Linked DNA regions of Mus musculus: regions 2, 3, 4 and 5 are each linked to region 1. Evidence: chromatin contacts called from public HiChIP or PLAC-seq and promoter capture Hi-C data. All regions are on one chromosome and are shown on one strand. The core of a region is the stretch at or near the end of the contact, and the rest is flanking DNA. Distances in the headings are between cores, read along the strand shown. Region 1 overlaps Dst (dystonin). Region 2 overlaps Dst (dystonin). Region 3 overlaps Ptpn18 (protein tyrosine phosphatase, non-receptor type 18). Region 4 overlaps Dst (dystonin). Region 5 overlaps Dst (dystonin).

Region 1 (3,053 bases), core at 375-2,874:
CAAAGGGCCCATTTTATTGTCTTTATTTCCCATTACACTCTAAGATGGGGTGAGTACAGTGATGATGTGATGTCATTTCCCCCCCTCCCCGGCTCTCACTTTGAATGCTGGAGTTTAGTAATGAATTATCTATGAATTTTTTTTCAAAATGCACTGCCTATCTGGAGCTAAGTTTACATGTTCCGCTCGGCCTTTCATAAGACTGGGATAATACTGTGCTAATTATTCAGTCTAAAGACGGCCGAGTTAGGGCCACTCTTTATGAATCATTGTGTAAGGACCTTAAACTGTCTGGAGAAAGGTACCCCCTCCCCCCCAGATTTCCTGGAAACTTTACCACTATTACTTTGGGTAGGTGGCATTCTGTGTTTCTAAGGTAGTGGGAGTGTGAAAATAGGACCCTTGATCTCTACCTCCTCCCAGCCTCAGAGTCAGTCCTGTGGTGACGTGGTAGCTGGGGCACATTCTGTGTGTGCTCGCACACCTGAGCATCACAGACTCGTGTGCCTGTTGAAACATTTCAGTTCTGGACCATGACGGTGGACGTCAGGGTCGCGATGTTGGTGGGTATTCTATAACTAATTTTTCTCTGTGAATGTCTGTAGACATGTACTTTTCAACTTAACGGTGAGCCCACGCTGAGCTGTGTGTAGTAATCACTGAATGTGAGTTCTGGCTGTGAATGTAGCTTACTTCAGCTTACAGGTTTATAAAATAACTTCGGAATGCTTAAGGTACAGAAGTTCTCCCACGACATTTTTTGTAAAATTACCCCACAGCTACTTTCTTCGCCGGAGGGTCAGGCCAGCCACATTTTGTTCATGAATGATTATGAGTTGTTTTTTTTTTTAAAGTCTGACTGCCTCTGTAATTACCTATTTTTCTGGCAGTGTTGCTTTATTTCATAAAAGAATGGATAGGGTTTATTAAATAATTCTTGTCATTTCTGCCAAAAAAGGCTAAGGTTTGGCTCGCTGAACTTTAAAAAAAAAAAAAAAACTGTTTTTATAAGAACATTTGTTGAGCAGATAAAAATCAGTATCTGTGACTTTATTAAATAACCAGTCTGTTTCGAGGCGTTCTGCTTGCCTGGGCCTTGCATTAATCTCAAGAGGTCTGCGTGAATATTAGTAACTACAAATATTCATGTCAGCAGTGTTGGGGCGAGGTACCCGTGGGGGTCCTTTAATGTGCAGACCAGTCAGTTTTGAAATTGGCCTTTAAAGAGAAATGATAAAACGCTCAACTTCAAAGTGAGCCTGTTGGCCCTGCTTAAACTGATTGGTGATGGCAGGAGAGTGGTTCCAGCTGAAGGACAGGGACCTGGCCACCCCCACCCCCACATCCTCCACTTTGAGTTAGCAGTCTGAGCCAGTGGTGGGAATGGCTGTTCCTGCGCTGCCCAGTGTCAGGTTCTGCTGCCGCTGCGCTGCCCCTCGGATCCCTCTGGGATATCTGAACCCAGCTGCCCTCTCCCAGATGCAGACCCCAGCCTGCTCCGCGCTGATGTCACCAAGCTGTTGCTTTACAGCCTCGAGGTTCCTCCCCCTGGAACCGCCCTGGGCTGGGGAAGAGGCCGAGTTGGGCAGGATGACTGTGAAGTTAAGTCACGGGAGGGCGGAGCGGAGCGGATCAGATCGATGCCGCCGGGGCTGGGTGTGCTGCGCGGCCCCGCTGCCCCGACGCAGCCCGAGCCCCGGCGGGAGCGGCCGCAGCCTGCCCGGCCATAGGGCAGCGGCTGGGGCTTCAGCTGGATGCCAACTGCCTGTGCCTCGGAGGAAGCCCGGAGTTTGAGCTGCAGCCGCCTCAGGTGGAATAAGCCTTCTTCAGGAAGATCAGATAAGAATCTTGGGGGAAAATTTTTATTTTGAAAGAGAAACTTGTTATAGTAAGCCATGCTTTTTGACTGTTTACTTTAATGGTTGCTGGATTTTAATGCCCCGGCTCTTTTCTCTTGGGTAATTCTGGATAACCTCAAAGAAGCTTAAGATGGGAAGAAAAAAACTGCCTTTTGGATCTAGCTTATTTATGTATGGCTCCTCCTCCCAGCTAAGAGAAAAATCTTAACTTTTTTACATCAAACGTAACTTATTTTTCTCCAAAGAACCATGCTGTGCCTTCTGATCTGAACAAGAAGCTGTTTATCTGTAAAGGACATGGAGTTTCGCAGTACATCTTTAAGTGGATTACAGTCAGCCAGAGTTCTGCCGAAGTTAACATCCAGCCTGTTGAACCGCTTGCTCATTTGGAAATTTTAATCTGGAAACCTCAAGCAAAATTAGAGTACAATGAGAAACGGACTCACAGCAGAGTCTCTCGGGCGTTGAAGCCACGGTTAGCTGTGCGCTTGTGTGTGTGTGCTTGGGGCTGATTAAAAGGGAGCATTCACGGAATTTCAGGAGGTGGAGGGAGCTGAATGCTCTGTCTTGGAGCACGTTACTTCTTAGAACCAGGTTAAAGGGTAGCTTCGTTTTCATAGATGCACTGCTCCTAACCGGCAGCACCTCAGGCAGGCAGTATGCCTCACTGTTTACCCTTTCTGGATGTGTCACGGCCCTGCTCACAGATAGACCTTCTTGGAAAAATGCTTCACCGAATTCCTTCCTCTCGGTGTCAAAAGCTGCGATATTTGTTTTGACTGTCTGCGAAATGGGGAAACCACTCAGCAGACCAGACTGTTTACGCCAGAACCCTCCATGCGTAGGGAAAGGCGAAGAGGAGGAGGAGGACCTGAATATCGAGGACTGTTACATCCCACAGAGGTCCATCTATGACACGGTGAGGCTGAACGAACAGATAGACTCCGGGTCCAAAGGCAGCCTGTCTTCTAGGCATTTCACAGACCGGACTTTACCCTACAGCCACAGGACACTGGACGTTAGCTCTCTGTGCTCCAATGGTGCCCTTTCTTCTTCCAGCATATTTGAGCTGAGAGGTCGGGAAACGAGCAAGCTAGATGAAAAGATGATCTTTGATGCCCTCAAACTAAACAGTGACGTCATTCGAAGCCCAGGTTTGCCCAAGCCCAAGTCTCAGGCAGAAAAGAGAGAGTA
Region 2 (3,053 bases), core at 343-2,842, 230 kb before region 1:
TAACAGAATACTGGCTTTCAGGCAGCTAGGATGAGCTAGGATGAGGTATTAATGTCTACACCCATTGACACACCTACACCAATCAGGTCACACCTCTTAATAGTGCCACTCCCTGGGCTGAGCATATATAAACCTTCATAAGGATTTTCAGTTTTACCTTGTGCATGAATACACTGTGGTCAAGAACACAGGCTTTGCTGTTGAAAGGACCAAAATAGAGGTCTCTGGCTTCGCCTCGTAAGACAGTGGATGTGGATAAGTCTTCCACCTCCCCTAAGCATCTTTCTGTTTGGATTGTCGTTTCAGATGCTTGGCTAGCAAGTGAAATGCTTGTTCTAGTCCCCGATTACAGTCACCCATTAAATGAAGCATCTAGGTGGCATATGCTGGCTAAGCTGGAAGAAAGCCTATCTTAATCCCAGCTAAGACGATTTCGAATTTGAAACCGTGCCTCTGATGGGAACTTCAGTTAATTTTGCAATCCCTTGCTCACGATATGTACCAGTTAAGATGTGGGAATCAACCAAGTGTTCAACAGTGATTGGACAGATAATCAAAATGCAGCCTCTGGGAACCGGGTGTTACTTCTAAGCCGAAAAACAAGAGGAAGCTTTGATACTTGTGAAAAAGGGAAGGAGGATGTGGGATCACACTCCTGAAATCCCAGCGTTTGGGAGTCTGATGCAGGGTGTTGGTGGATTTGGAAGGCACCCTGGACAACTGTGGTCAAGGCTAATCCAAGCTCGGCAGTGAAGCCCGATTTCAAAAACCAACCAACCAACCAAGGTTTGAGGGTGAAGCACCGTGGTGACGCCAGGATACTGCTCAGTCTCTGGGCTCGATCCCCAATCTCCTGACCACAAAAGCAACTGAAAGTTTGGGACCCTTTCCCCCGAAGCAAGAGTGGTCCAGAGACTACTTCTGGTTCCCTAGATCAGCACACTGACTAGTTCTGTTTAATGCAATTAAAAGTAATTACAGATGCCAAGTTTCCTCAGTCTGCATCTCCTAAGGACTGGGCTACCTTTCCTACAACCACCAGATCATCGCCACACCTTAGAAACTTAATAGTCCTAATATACCTGATAAACCATCTTGACTTGGGTTTAGAGATTCTCAATTTTCCCTAGGATGAGCTTTTAGCTTTTTTTTTTTTAAGTTAAAAGAATGTAGAGTTCTATCAAGGTTCATCTCTCTCTCTCTCTCTCTCTCTCTCTCTCTCACACACACACACACACACACACCTGCACACATGCACACATGCACACATAGGGACATTTTTGGTGGCTCCTTTTTCTGTTCACATCCCAAGAGAGTACTTTCTTTTTGGGAAGTACCTATTTCACACTATGGATTGTTTTGCAGAATCTAGGACTAACATCTGTATAATCAAGATTTGTGTAAATTTATTATCATTATTATTATTTAAAGACAAGATGTGGGTAGATGCTGAGTTGGTGGGGCAGAATGTATTCTCCAACTCTGAATGTCCCGATCTTTAGCAAAATCCTCCCCTTTGGCCTTGTTTCCCACTGCCTTTGGAGAGTACCCAGGGCCAAGACCATTTCCTGGCAGTAGCTCACAGACCAGGCTGTGTAGACCCAGCCGCAGCCAGCTACACAGTCCTGCTGCTGATGTCGCAGAGTCTGTCCTGGGATGTCAGTTAGGAAGTTATTCAAAACTGTCACATTATCTAATTATCCTGGCATTAGGGAATTTCGGTTGCTTTTGTAGCATAGAAAAGTTAGAGTGAATCTTTTTTTTTTTTTTAAAGATTTATTTATTTATTATATGTAAGTACACTGTAGCTGTCTTCAGACGCACCAGAAGAGGGCATCAGATCTCATTACGGATGGTTGTGAGCCACCATGTGGTTGTTGGGATTTGAACTCTGGACCTTTGGAAGAGCAGTCGGGTGCTCTTACCCACTGAGCCATCTCACCAGCCCTAGAGTGAATCTTTTAGTGGCCTAATTTGATTGTTAGTTTAATAGCCAAGGTTGTGGAAGACCTGGTGCAGGGTTGTTTGGTTTATTGAAGCCTAGAGTTTTTGCTTCTTTGGTTACCGAGATTCAAGTGCGTACAGACAGAACCCACCAGCTTATGAGACGAAACGCCAGCCCTGCCTTCACGATCCCAGTGAGCCTTTCCCTTTCTGGAGAACCAGTTTCTTCCTCTGTTTCCTTGTTATCAGCAGGTGGAGATGACAGAGAGTGGTGTGAATTGGAGTCCTAGCCCCGGGGTCAGGAGGCCAGAGACTCCCATACATCTGCTAATGTAGTTTGTGCATAATTGTTTGTTTGCTTTGCTCTGGGAAGAGGCTACAGGGGCTCCGTTCACTTTCTGAGGACCTCCTGAGCTCCCAAAGCAAAACGCTAGTTTTCATATCCGATGTTTTCTCTGGGCATTTCCTTTTGGTGATTTCTTTTGTTTGTTTGAGTTTAAAAACTGTCAGAAACAAACAAAACTTGTTAATCTTTGTCACTGCCCAGAGCTAACCACTACTAAACAGTAATATATCCATATTTAAACACGTAAGGGGGGTACATATGTGTGTATGGATTTTTTAAAGCTGTCATATATTATTTCCTCTTTTGTTAAATGTAGATCAACATGTTTGTTTAATTTCTGCAGGGTAACCTGTGCTATCGATACAGTATATTTAACTAATTCCCTATGGATGAACATTTGTATTTTGATAGGAATCGGTCTTTAAGCACCAGTAGAATTAGAAATAGCGGCTTTTGTTGCGTAAGGGACTCCTTTTCCTTTGTCCCACTAACTTAAGCCCCTCATCAAAGGTCAGGCTGCAGTGTTTGGGCCAGGGAGTTGTTTATTGTCTCCAATTAAATAAAACACCATACTGTTCTCTCCAGCCCTAAGATAGTAGCAAGATTTGGCAAGTCATTACAGATCAATAAGGAATATAATAGTTTATATGAACTCTCCACTTTGAAGTAGCTTCATTTAAATATATTATCAATTTTAAGCTTTCAAATAGGCTTTAATTTTGTAGAGTACTTCCAGTCCTAAAAGTGATTTGTGTGTGTGTGT
Region 3 (3,053 bases), core at 355-2,854, 240 kb after region 1:
CCTACCAGGGTCTGGTCACACTTCCCCTCTCTATCCCAGACAATCCCTCCCAACTTCAGTCTCTTCCAAGTGGTCCTGGAGATGCGGAAACAGCGGCCTGCAGCAGTGCAGACAGAGGTATGTGCTTGCCCCGTCTTCCTGTTCCTAAGGACGAGGGAGGTTTGCTTAGCTTCCCAATCTCCCCTTCTCAATGACCACTCACCCCAACAGGAGCAGTACAGGTTCCTGTACCACACAGTGGCTCAGCTATTCTCCCGCACTCTCCAGGACACCAGCCCCCACTACCAGAACCTCAAGGAGGTACAGAGCCCCCAATTTCACCCTTTCTGCCAGCCATCAACACCTATACCCTTCTTGGGAACAGCAACCGACTTACTGTGAAAGGCACCTTTGCCTCCTCAGAGCTCCTTCCCCAGGCTGTTCCCTAAGCTCACCTAGGCACCCACAGTGACCTGCAGCAGGGCTATGGCCTCAGGACCGACCCTGCCTGCTTCCCTGCAGAACTGCGCTCCAATCTGCAAGGAAGCCTTCTCCCTCAGGACCTCCTCAGCCCTGCCTGCCACATCCCGGCCACCAGGAGGGGTTCTCAGGTACTGGGCTCACTCTGTCCCTGGAAAATCAACCTCTACAGTCTGGGTTAGCTTTTCCCTTGGTCTTCCAGAAGGTAATTAATTAGGCAAGTACATTTTTAAAGAATTTCAATCTCTCTCTCTCTCTCTCTCTCTCTCTCTCTCTCCCTCTCTCTCTCTCTCTCTCTCTCTCTCTCTCTGTGTGTGTGTGTGTGTGTGAGAGAGAAAGAGTATGTGAGTCCTTACCTTCCACGTGTTTTGAGAAACAGTCTCACTGTGTACATCAGAGCTTCTGGGGACTCACCTGTCTCTGTCTCATTGTAGGAGGGTTGGGGTCTCACACACTCTACCACATGCGTCCTCCCTAGTCCCACTTGCCAATCTGGCCCTGTCCCTCCTGCTGTGGGGATTCTAGGGACACGGAACCTCTACTTTCTGCCCTCAGGTGGCCCGCCCCTTCCCTCCTTTCCTGCTCTGAAGACTGGGGCAGGCAGGAAGGAAGCCCGTAGCCTGGGCTGAGCTTGCTCCCCCCCCCCCGCCCCCCTCCCTTGTGCTAAGCGCTTTCACTTCCTCTGCTTGTTGCCCGCTGCAGGAGCATCTCGGTGCCTGCGCCCCCGACCCTCCCCATGGCTGACACTTACGCTGTGGTGCAGAAGCGTGGCGCTTCGGCGGGCACAGGGCCGGGGCCGCGGGCGCCCACCAGCACGGACACCCCGATCTACAGCCAGGTGGCTCCACGTGCCCAGCGACCGGTGGCACACACGGAGGACGCACAGGGGACAACGGCACTGCGCCGAGGTGAGTTGAGGCCCTCCGGGGGTGTGGAGCTGAGGACAAGTACCTATTAGCAACTTTCCCGCTCTCCTAAGGCTCCCGAGGGTCTAAGCGCTGCTCGGAGGTCAGCCCCAGATCCAGCATGGCCACGCCCCTAGGCTACTAAACGTCGGGGTTCAAGCCCCAAAATGAGCCCCAGGTCAGGTCTCAATTGGGAGACTGGGCTGTCTAACCCAAGGCCCCAAAGACAGACCTCCGAACTTGGACACGCCCATGGACACGCCTCCTACCGCTACCTCGGGAAGGGAAATCGGTAGCTATGCTGCTCTAGAGTCCCTGGAACTCTTAAAAGCAGCTTGAGCTGACCCATAGGGGTTCTCCTGCCCTCAGTTCCTGCGGACCAAAACTCTTCCGGGCCTGATGCCTACGAAGAAGTAACAGATGGAGCACAGACTGGAGGGCTAGGTAAGTCAGAGCCTAGGGTGCAGCTTTGGAGAGCCCCAGGACTTCGGGAGTTCGGGCTGGGGCACTGGACTCAGGTTCTCCTTCATATACCTGGATCTGGAGCGGTGTGGGTTTGGAGGAGGTTACCCTGTCACTCCTTAGCTTCTGCATGGAGCCCTTCTTCCCTTAGGCTTCAACTTGCGCATCGGAAGGCCCAAAGGGCCCCGGGATCCTCCAGCAGAGTGGACACGGGTGTAACGAGTGCTGTGCCAGTTATAGCCTGCCACTCGGTGGTGGCTGGACTCCTGGAACCACCATACTGCTGTGCAGTGTGTTATGTATGAGTGGGACTTGTGGGCCTGATTCAAAATAAAAGTTTCTCAGGGCAGAAAAAAATAGGGGCTTTGTTCCAGTGATTCTAGCAGTCAAAGACTGGGGCTAAGAGAGGTAAGTGGGGGAGGTGGTGGATCTATTCTGAGACAATTTAAGGAAGCAGGTCAGGAGTGGCCATCACCACCCTCCTCCCCGTACACCTACCGGAGAGTGCATCCCAGACAGAGTCCTAGCTCACAGAGCCCTCAGCAGGTGCCTATCAGGATCAACAAGCTGACCTCCAGCTAGAGACACGTCTAGATAGATCCTCAGATAAACTTGCAATGAGCTAGAAAGATCTCTGGCTGGTCAGAGAAATGGAACACCAGCCAGGTAAATAGGGTGCCATCCAGAAAGACAGAACTTCCAGCCCTGACTTTCCTTGAGATGCAAGAAAGTAGATCCTTCAGAACAAACATATGCACGATGCTCCAGACCCCGATCCTGCCCCAACCCCACCCCCAACCCCACCCCGCCCCACTGCCACAATGTCACCAACACAGGAGGGTCTGTATGGCAGTTGTTCATCCAGTCAGTCCTGGCTATGCTTTCTCCAGGCTCTTGCAATTCCTGTCTTGAATCTGATGAAGGCTCCTACCATGAACTTGCGTATCTAGGCAAACATTAAAATGATTTTCGTAGAATTCAGTGAGGAGTGAGCCAAAAACTCAACTCAAGAGCCTTATGTGGCTTCATGGATCTCAGACCACAGCCAGCTGCAGGCTCCCAGGTTCATGGCGGTCCTGGGAAGCATTCGCCTTTTAGTGTTGGGGGGGGGAGGAGGTTATGAAACTTGTCTTATTTGGCCACAGTGTCTACTCTCATTGTCAAGTGCTAGAAGATCTGTGCCACGAACAGCTCGGCCAACAGGAACCAGGGATGACTGGGAAACCT
Region 4 (3,053 bases), core at 157-2,656, 220 kb before region 1:
TCATTTTTGACCTAAATAGTTCTTTGTAGTTCCTTTTCCCCACTTTGAGTAAGGAGAATAAAAGAGTGAACTATCCCAACAGCAGAGTGTGGGTCAAGTGTCCAGAGACCAAACCCCTGAGTAGTCCTGGGCTAGTGACTTAAAGAAATAAACAACCCCCCCCCCCAAAACCTGAAAACCAACAAAACCCTAGCACTAGACCAGTCTTTAGAGGAGAAAGTGCACGTCTGCAGCTTCCTCTTTTGACACCTGTGATCTGCTCTAACTGGTAAGTTATACCAACACCTTATTATCACCTGTGAGCCTCAGTCGCAGTAGCTTTTGCTCTGCTGCACTTTGTGGGTTTCGGCCAGCGTGGGGTGTGTTTGCCATCACAGAACAGTGCGGAGAGGCTCACTGCTTTAAAAAGTCTTCCCAGGCCTCGACGCATGGAGCTTTTGCTCTCTGGCTTTTTGCCTCTTTAAAGAAGGATTTGATGTAGTCAAAACTGTACGGAATATATTCTGTTCATACCAGGATGTTTAACGTTGTAATATTCTCCACGTCACTTGTTTTCTTCGTTTGGTTTTTGGAGACAGGATCTCAGCATGTAGCCCAGGCTGGCCTGGAACTTGCTGTGCCACCCAAGCTGGCCCTCAGACTTACTCTTCTCTCGAGCATTGGGACTACAGGTGTGAGTTACCAGGCCTGGTACACCATGTCTCTCATGGTGTAGGGTATCATCTTTTTTTTAATTGCTGAGTAATTGTCCATTGTTTAATGTCCCACCATTTAAATCTGTTTATCCAATGAAGGGCATCTTGTTTGCTTCCATTTTTGTTTTGCTAAACGAGTATAAAAGCTTCTATACCCATTGTGTGCATGACTTTAAGGACGGACTTGAAGTCTCAAGTAACTTAGGTCGAGGAATGAGCTTGGAGGATTTTAAGGATTTTAGGTTTGTACGACCTGTACTCTTTCTCTGAAGCGGCCCTGTCGTCCTCTGTTTGCACCAGCAGGGAATGAGAGTTCCCGTCATTCCGCGTCCACGTCAGCGTTGGATGATGTTTTGCTTAATCGATTTTGTGTTGCTATAGCAGAAGGCTGGATAAGTTATAAGAAAAGAGTCTGCTTTGGCTCCTGTTCTAACCCCAGGCAGCTACACCTGGTCTGTTTCTAGTTAGGGCCCCATGCAGTCTCTGACCGAAGCTGAGCTGTGGGAAGGAAGAATGCTAAAGCAAGTGTCCTTGGGAAAAGCTGTGCAGGAGAGGTCAGCGGAGGGGCCCAGTTTGCTTAGCCCACTAATGAGGATAGTGGATGCCTGCCTGCTCACCCTCGAGGGTGGCACCTCGGGCACTTCAGTGCACGGGAGAGCTAAGCCTCAGCAGGATTAGATGCAGACCTTGGCTCTGCCAGGTGACTTTCGCCATTGCCCTTTCAGACTTGAGCTTGGGTCATCATTGCTTTTAATCTGCAGTCCATTAGATGAGTCTGTTTCGATCTCTCCCCACTTTTCTTTGTGTGGGATTTTGGTGCGGGAAAATCAGAGCACATCTGGGGTCTCTCACTCTGCCAGGTGACCTCCGCCAGCTGGCTGCACCTCCACCCAGCATGTACTACTGCACGGTTTTATTTGGTTGCTTTTTTATTTTTTTATTGTTGTGTTCTAAGAGATCTTTGTACCGGTTCTGGAAAGCAGTACTTTGCAGTCATCAGTGGCCCTTTTAGCCCAACCTCCTTTGGATGCCTTTAAAAAAAAAAAAAAAAAAAGATTTATTTATTTATTTATTTATCTTGAGTGTTTGGATGCCTTTTTAAAAAAATCTATTTATTTATTTATTTATTTATTTATTTACTTATTTTGAGTGCACTGTAGCTCCCTTCAAACACACCAGAAGAGGGCATCAGATCCCATTACAGATGGTTGTGAGTCACCACGTGGTTGCTGAGAATTGAACTCAGGAATTTCGGAAGAGCAGTCTTAATGGCTGAGCCATCTCTCCAGTGCCCCCTCCCCCTTTTAAGTGTTTCTTCTCCACCTCTCTGTGTGTATGTGAGGATTATGTATGTGGTATATGCACATATGCATGTGTGTGTGTGCACATGTATACATGTGGGCACACCTTCATGTGAAAATCAGAGAGGACGTTGGGTGTCCTGCTGTGTCATTCTCTTCTCTCTTGAGATATAGGTCTCATGAACCTGGAAACAGGCTGGCAGTCAGTCATGTCCAATTCCCCCTGCCCCCTCCCCCTTCCCTGTTACCCCAGCACTGGGTTATGGACCACACACAGCATTTTTGGATTTGAATGTAGGTCCTTATCATTGCATAGCAGGCACTCCACAGCCCTCGTTTGATAGTTTTGCATGCCTATTTTATACATGTTCTTTTAGGTAAATGAGGGCCTGATTGATTATTTGTTTCATGTGGTCACAGTGTGTTGTGTACTGTGTGTTCTGTTTTGGCTGAGGACACTATGCATTGTGCCTACTTCAGAGAGTGTGTGTGGGCTTAGAGCTCAGCAGTCTGACACTTTGCTCTGGCATCTACATATGTGGCTGCAGGTCCCGAGTTCCACTTAGTTGGCAGCTATGATGCTGTATAACACTTGAGTCTAAAATTAGTCCAACTGTTCTATTTTAAGGGTGGACTGAAATTAGCTGTCCGTGCCTATGAAACAAGTGAACACTCACCTCTTGGGATACCAAATTGCTGCTTTTAAAATGTAACCAGGAGCAGAGTTAGAAGCTTGCTCTAAGTTTTTAGAATGTTTCTGTTACCGTGACTAGATTATATAGCCTGAATACCTGTGTGTACACTTGTAGACACGGCTTCACACAGAGTCAGAAGCACCCAGAGTTTTAGGCCCTTGCTCCTAACAGTTGATGATGCTTTTCAGTCAACCATCCTGCTTGCTTTTTCTAAGATCTAAGTTGAGATCTTAGAGAGAAATTGTGATCGGTTTCCTGTAACATATTTGAGCAGAACCTCAGCCCTCGGGTTATTTATCAGTGTTGGAAGTGCTAGAAAAGAGAAGAGCCCTTAAAGCAGTCAGCATTTGGTTGTTGGTTTT
Region 5 (3,053 bases), core at 187-2,686, 190 kb before region 1:
GACTGTAAACCATTTTACCTTAACCTTTGTCTAGGATGCTAGGTTCATAGGTCAGTTATGGACAGAAGGAAGTCTAGTAGTTGAGACTGAAAAGACCCAGCTTTCCCCATTGAATTACACAGGTTAAGAATCTGCTAGTCATAGGCTCATAGTCTGGTCTGTCAGGATCATATTAGCACCATGTGGATGGTTGTAGCTTCTAATGTTGAAGTCAGATAATAATGCACACCCTATTGTAAAAAAGTGACTTTGATGGTTGTAGTTGTTAATTTTTCCATGTACATTTAAAATGAGCGTATCAGAAGTCGCATGTTTATGATGCTGCGTCTTCTGACCCAGGAGCTTGTTATTTATTGAGGTCTGCTTTAGTTTCTTATAGCAGTCTTTATAGGTGTGTTGCTGCAATGAGCAGTGCGGCACGGCCTTGGATTCTGATCTGACTTCACATTACTTTCTTTGCGATTGTGGACACTCATCCATCACATAGGGATTATATCTCATTGGTTGTATGAGAGGATTACAAAATAATGTATGTAAAGACCCCATTCTGTGTCCGGAAAAAAAATGTAGCACATAATAAAGTCACCATTCTTGGCATGGCTGTCACCATCTCTCGCTCTCTTCAGCACTGAGTAATGATGCTTCTACATCTGACACATATGTATTCCTGTCTGGCCAGCACATGGGTTGCAACAGCTGCACCGGGCCCCCTTTCTGGTCGGCCTGGGCGAGTACCACCCATCTTTTGGTATCTGTGCCTTTTGCTCTCTTCCGCAGGAAACACGTGCAGCTGTAGTGTTGGAATAGTCTCCCTTTGGGCTGAGCTTAATAGCACTGGTTATGGGAGCCACTGCTCTTTGCTGGTCTGTCCCTTCTTTGAGTGTTCAGTCTTGCTTCCTCCTCCACGCAAGATGACCCGAGTCCTGTTTTGCAAAACCTGGTATCTTTTCTAAATGTTTCACGAGTGTAACCTTTAAGATTGGAGGCTACCTTACAGTGACATGTTTTCAGGATTTTATTGATTGGACATTACCAAGTTGAGTGGGACAGTGTACTTTAAATGCTTATTCAGATATGGTTTTTAAACTGAGTCATATTTTTGTTTTAAAATTTGTAAAGACGAGATGTGAAAAGAATTCAGTGTTGCCTAAATCTGCGTGTGCTTCTGGTGTTGTGCCCAGCCTCAGGATTTCAGAAAGTCCAGAGTTTTGAAACCACAGCCTTTACCCTCCCTGGTGGCTCTGTTTTGCTGGCCAGACAGACCGTTCCTCTCAGGATCCTCAAGAAATACCAAATGGTGTCTGTGGAAGGATCTGGGTCCTCTTTGTCTTCATGGTGGCTGTTTTCTGTGATTTGATTGCAGAAAGAGTATTTCTACATTTGGCACTAAAAATTCTTCTCTTTTCTGAGTCACCAGTCATAACATTTTATTCACCTTTGGTTTTAGAACAAATGTGCTGCTTCCTACCTAATTAGTCATGAGCACAGCCTGTGGCCCCACTATGTATCAGACTTGGTGCCTGCAGGCACATAGTAGGCGCTTAGTCGCACATAGTAGGCTAGTAGTGCACATAGTAGGCGCTTAGTCGATGTTAGCAGCTTACTTTATTCTGCTTCTTTGCTATCCTGTCTTCATTATATAAATCATTTAGCCAATTAGTTTGAACTTGTTAAGTCCTTTACTTATTACAGTGTGTGTGTGTGTGTGTGTGTGTGTGTGTGTGTGTGTAAAACTGAGATGCTTTTCCTTCAGAGGTGTTAAAACAGTTGTAGCTCAGTCTTGTGACTCTATGGTGATAATGTTTTCAAAGTGTCAGTCATATCTGCTGAGTTTTGTTCTGTAAAATAACATGGAGAAGCAGGGTATGGTGGTGCATGCCTTTAATGCCAGCACTCAGGAGGCAGAGGCAGAGGCAGAGGCAGAGGCAGGCAGATATGTGTGAGTTAACAAATGCTACATGGAGAAACTCACCCTCAAATGTGGCAATTTTGTTGTAAAATAATGAAACTGATTTTCAGAGACCCCGTGTTTACCATGTTTCTACATAAACGATGTGAGTCAGGAGGAAAGTATTTGGTTGGCAAAGCTGAACAGGAAATCAAAACTCTTGGCCTCTGCGTTTATTTCTTAGTCCCAGGTGACTCAGTTTCCTTAGTAACTGCATAATGTACATTATTTATGAATTATGGGCAACTTAGCTCAGGAACTCCATCCCTTGTTTAGAATTTGTTTCAAAGTCTGGGAAAGTAATTGAGTCATGTTAATTACTCAGATAATCAAGAATAAGTATTTATTAAGTATTTACTTAATTTAATCAATTAAGAATTTACTTAAAATTTAAAGATCATAACATTAAAAATGTGGAATGTACCACAAAGGAAGTTTGCAAAGAAACAAACAAAAATCAGAATTTGAAATGGTTCATCTAATTTCTGCGTTTGTACAGTGAAAAATTCAATCATTGTCAGTTTACAGTAAATTGTTTGGTCTAAACACTTGCAACTTACTAAAAACTGTTCGACAGCTGGTCATTTGGACACATTTGGAACCCAAGCACTTGACACGAAAGTAACAATGTAAAACATAACGCCTGTTGCTTAAAAGGTTAACAAAGAAAACTTGAAAGGGAATGTGCAGCAGGGTAGAAACAAAATGTGGTCTTTACATGCAAAAAAGGTCAGCAATAAAACATTGCTGTCTGGAGACAGGGTTTCTCTGTGGAGCCCTGGCTGTCCTTGAACTTGCTCTGTAGGCCGACAGGCCTCAAACTCAGAGATCTGTCTGCCTCTGCCCCCCAATCCCCCCCCCCCCACACACACACAGAGTACTGGTGTGCACCCCACTGCCCTGCTTCCAATAAAAATTTTGAACTTCTAATTCTTAATTTATTTTCTTGAGTCTCACTCTGTAGCCTCCTCTCACTGGGCTGCTATTCACTTTGTTGCCCAGACAACCTTTAACATGAGCTCTTCTGGCCTCTAGGGTGTTGAGGTTACAGGTGTGAGCTACAACAGCTGCCTTTATTCTACTGTCTTGTCTGGCCCTTGATCAA

The links. HiChIP or PLAC-seq counts read pairs in DNA pulled down with a chosen protein or histone mark. Capture Hi-C pulls out chosen DNA fragments and counts their contacts.
Region 2: a contact with region 1 is called in a promoter capture Hi-C map of adipose tissue. The contact joins two enhancer-like sites. A contact is called at or near these places in 2 of 484 Hi-C or Micro-C datasets (CD4 T cells and nephron progenitors), 3 of 115 datasets of contacts at active chromatin or transcription factors (microglia, pancreatic cancer cells and stem cell-derived neural progenitor cells) and 4 of 9 other capture datasets (adipose tissue, embryonic stem cells, liver and 1 more).
Region 3: a contact with region 1 is called in a promoter capture Hi-C map of adipose tissue. The contact joins two enhancer-like sites. A contact is called at or near these places in 5 of 484 Hi-C or Micro-C datasets (the HPC-7 cell line, Th1 cells, double positive thymocytes and 2 more), 4 of 115 datasets of contacts at active chromatin or transcription factors (bone marrow-derived macrophages, embryonic limb bud, pancreatic cancer cells and 1 more) and 3 of 9 other capture datasets (adipose tissue, embryonic stem cells and liver).
Region 4: a contact with region 1 is called in a promoter capture Hi-C map of pancreatic islet. The contact joins two enhancer-like sites. A contact is called at or near these places in 2 of 484 Hi-C or Micro-C datasets (both in nephron progenitors), 2 of 115 datasets of contacts at active chromatin or transcription factors (microglia and pancreatic cancer cells) and 2 of 9 other capture datasets (adipose tissue and pancreatic islet).
Region 5: a FOXA1 HiChIP or PLAC-seq map of pancreatic cancer cells shows a contact between it and region 1. The contact joins two enhancer-like sites. A contact is called at or near these places in 1 of 484 Hi-C or Micro-C datasets (nephron progenitors), 2 of 115 datasets of contacts at active chromatin or transcription factors (embryonic stem cells and pancreatic cancer cells) and 1 of 9 other capture datasets (liver).

The regions. Positions count from the first base shown.
Region 1 is chr1:34,234,962-34,238,014 of GRCm38.p6, forward strand. The region is part of intron 60 of Dst (dystonin); the gene reads left to right. Among named protein-coding and RNA genes, the nearest start is that of Gm26788, 58 kb to the left of the region's middle. Within about 2 kb of position 1,625, at least 239 of the 459 cell types and tissues checked have an H3K27ac peak or open chromatin away from gene starts, as enhancers often do. A contact at or near this core is called in Th1 cells, adipose tissue, bone marrow-derived macrophages and 5 more, where this site is marked.
Region 2 is chr1:34,000,934-34,003,986 of GRCm38.p6, forward strand. All of the region lies in intron 3 of Dst (dystonin), which reads left to right. Among named protein-coding and RNA genes, the nearest start is that of Dst, 94 kb to the left of the region's middle. Within about 2 kb of position 1,593, at least 1 of the 459 cell types and tissues checked has an H3K27ac peak or open chromatin away from gene starts, as enhancers often do. A contact at or near this core is called in adipose tissue, where this site is marked.
Region 3 is chr1:34,471,602-34,474,654 of GRCm38.p6, forward strand. It overlaps Ptpn18 (protein tyrosine phosphatase, non-receptor type 18), which reads left to right. Exons shown (of 15, transcript NM_011206.2): 10 at 40-117; 11 at 211-300; 12 at 502-590; 13 at 1,162-1,367; 14 at 1,734-1,808; 15 at 1,978-2,183. The coding sequence ends at 2,045. Among named protein-coding and RNA genes, the nearest start is that of Gm32566, 11 kb to the right of the region's middle. Within about 2 kb of position 1,605, at least 205 of the 459 cell types and tissues checked have an H3K27ac peak or open chromatin away from gene starts, as enhancers often do. A contact at or near this core is called in Th1 cells, adipose tissue, bone marrow-derived macrophages and 3 more, where this site is marked.
Region 4 is chr1:34,019,220-34,022,272 of GRCm38.p6, forward strand. The region is part of intron 4 of Dst (dystonin); the gene reads left to right. Among named protein-coding and RNA genes, the nearest start is that of Mir6896, 97 kb to the right of the region's middle. Within about 2 kb of position 1,407, at least 38 of the 459 cell types and tissues checked have an H3K27ac peak or open chromatin away from gene starts, as enhancers often do. A contact at or near this core is called in pancreatic islet, where this site is marked.
Region 5 is chr1:34,042,810-34,045,862 of GRCm38.p6, forward strand. The region is part of intron 4 of Dst (dystonin); the gene reads left to right. Among named protein-coding and RNA genes, the nearest start is that of Mir6896, 73 kb to the right of the region's middle. Within about 2 kb of position 1,437, at least 58 of the 459 cell types and tissues checked have an H3K27ac peak or open chromatin away from gene starts, as enhancers often do. A contact at or near this core is called in pancreatic cancer cells, where this site is marked.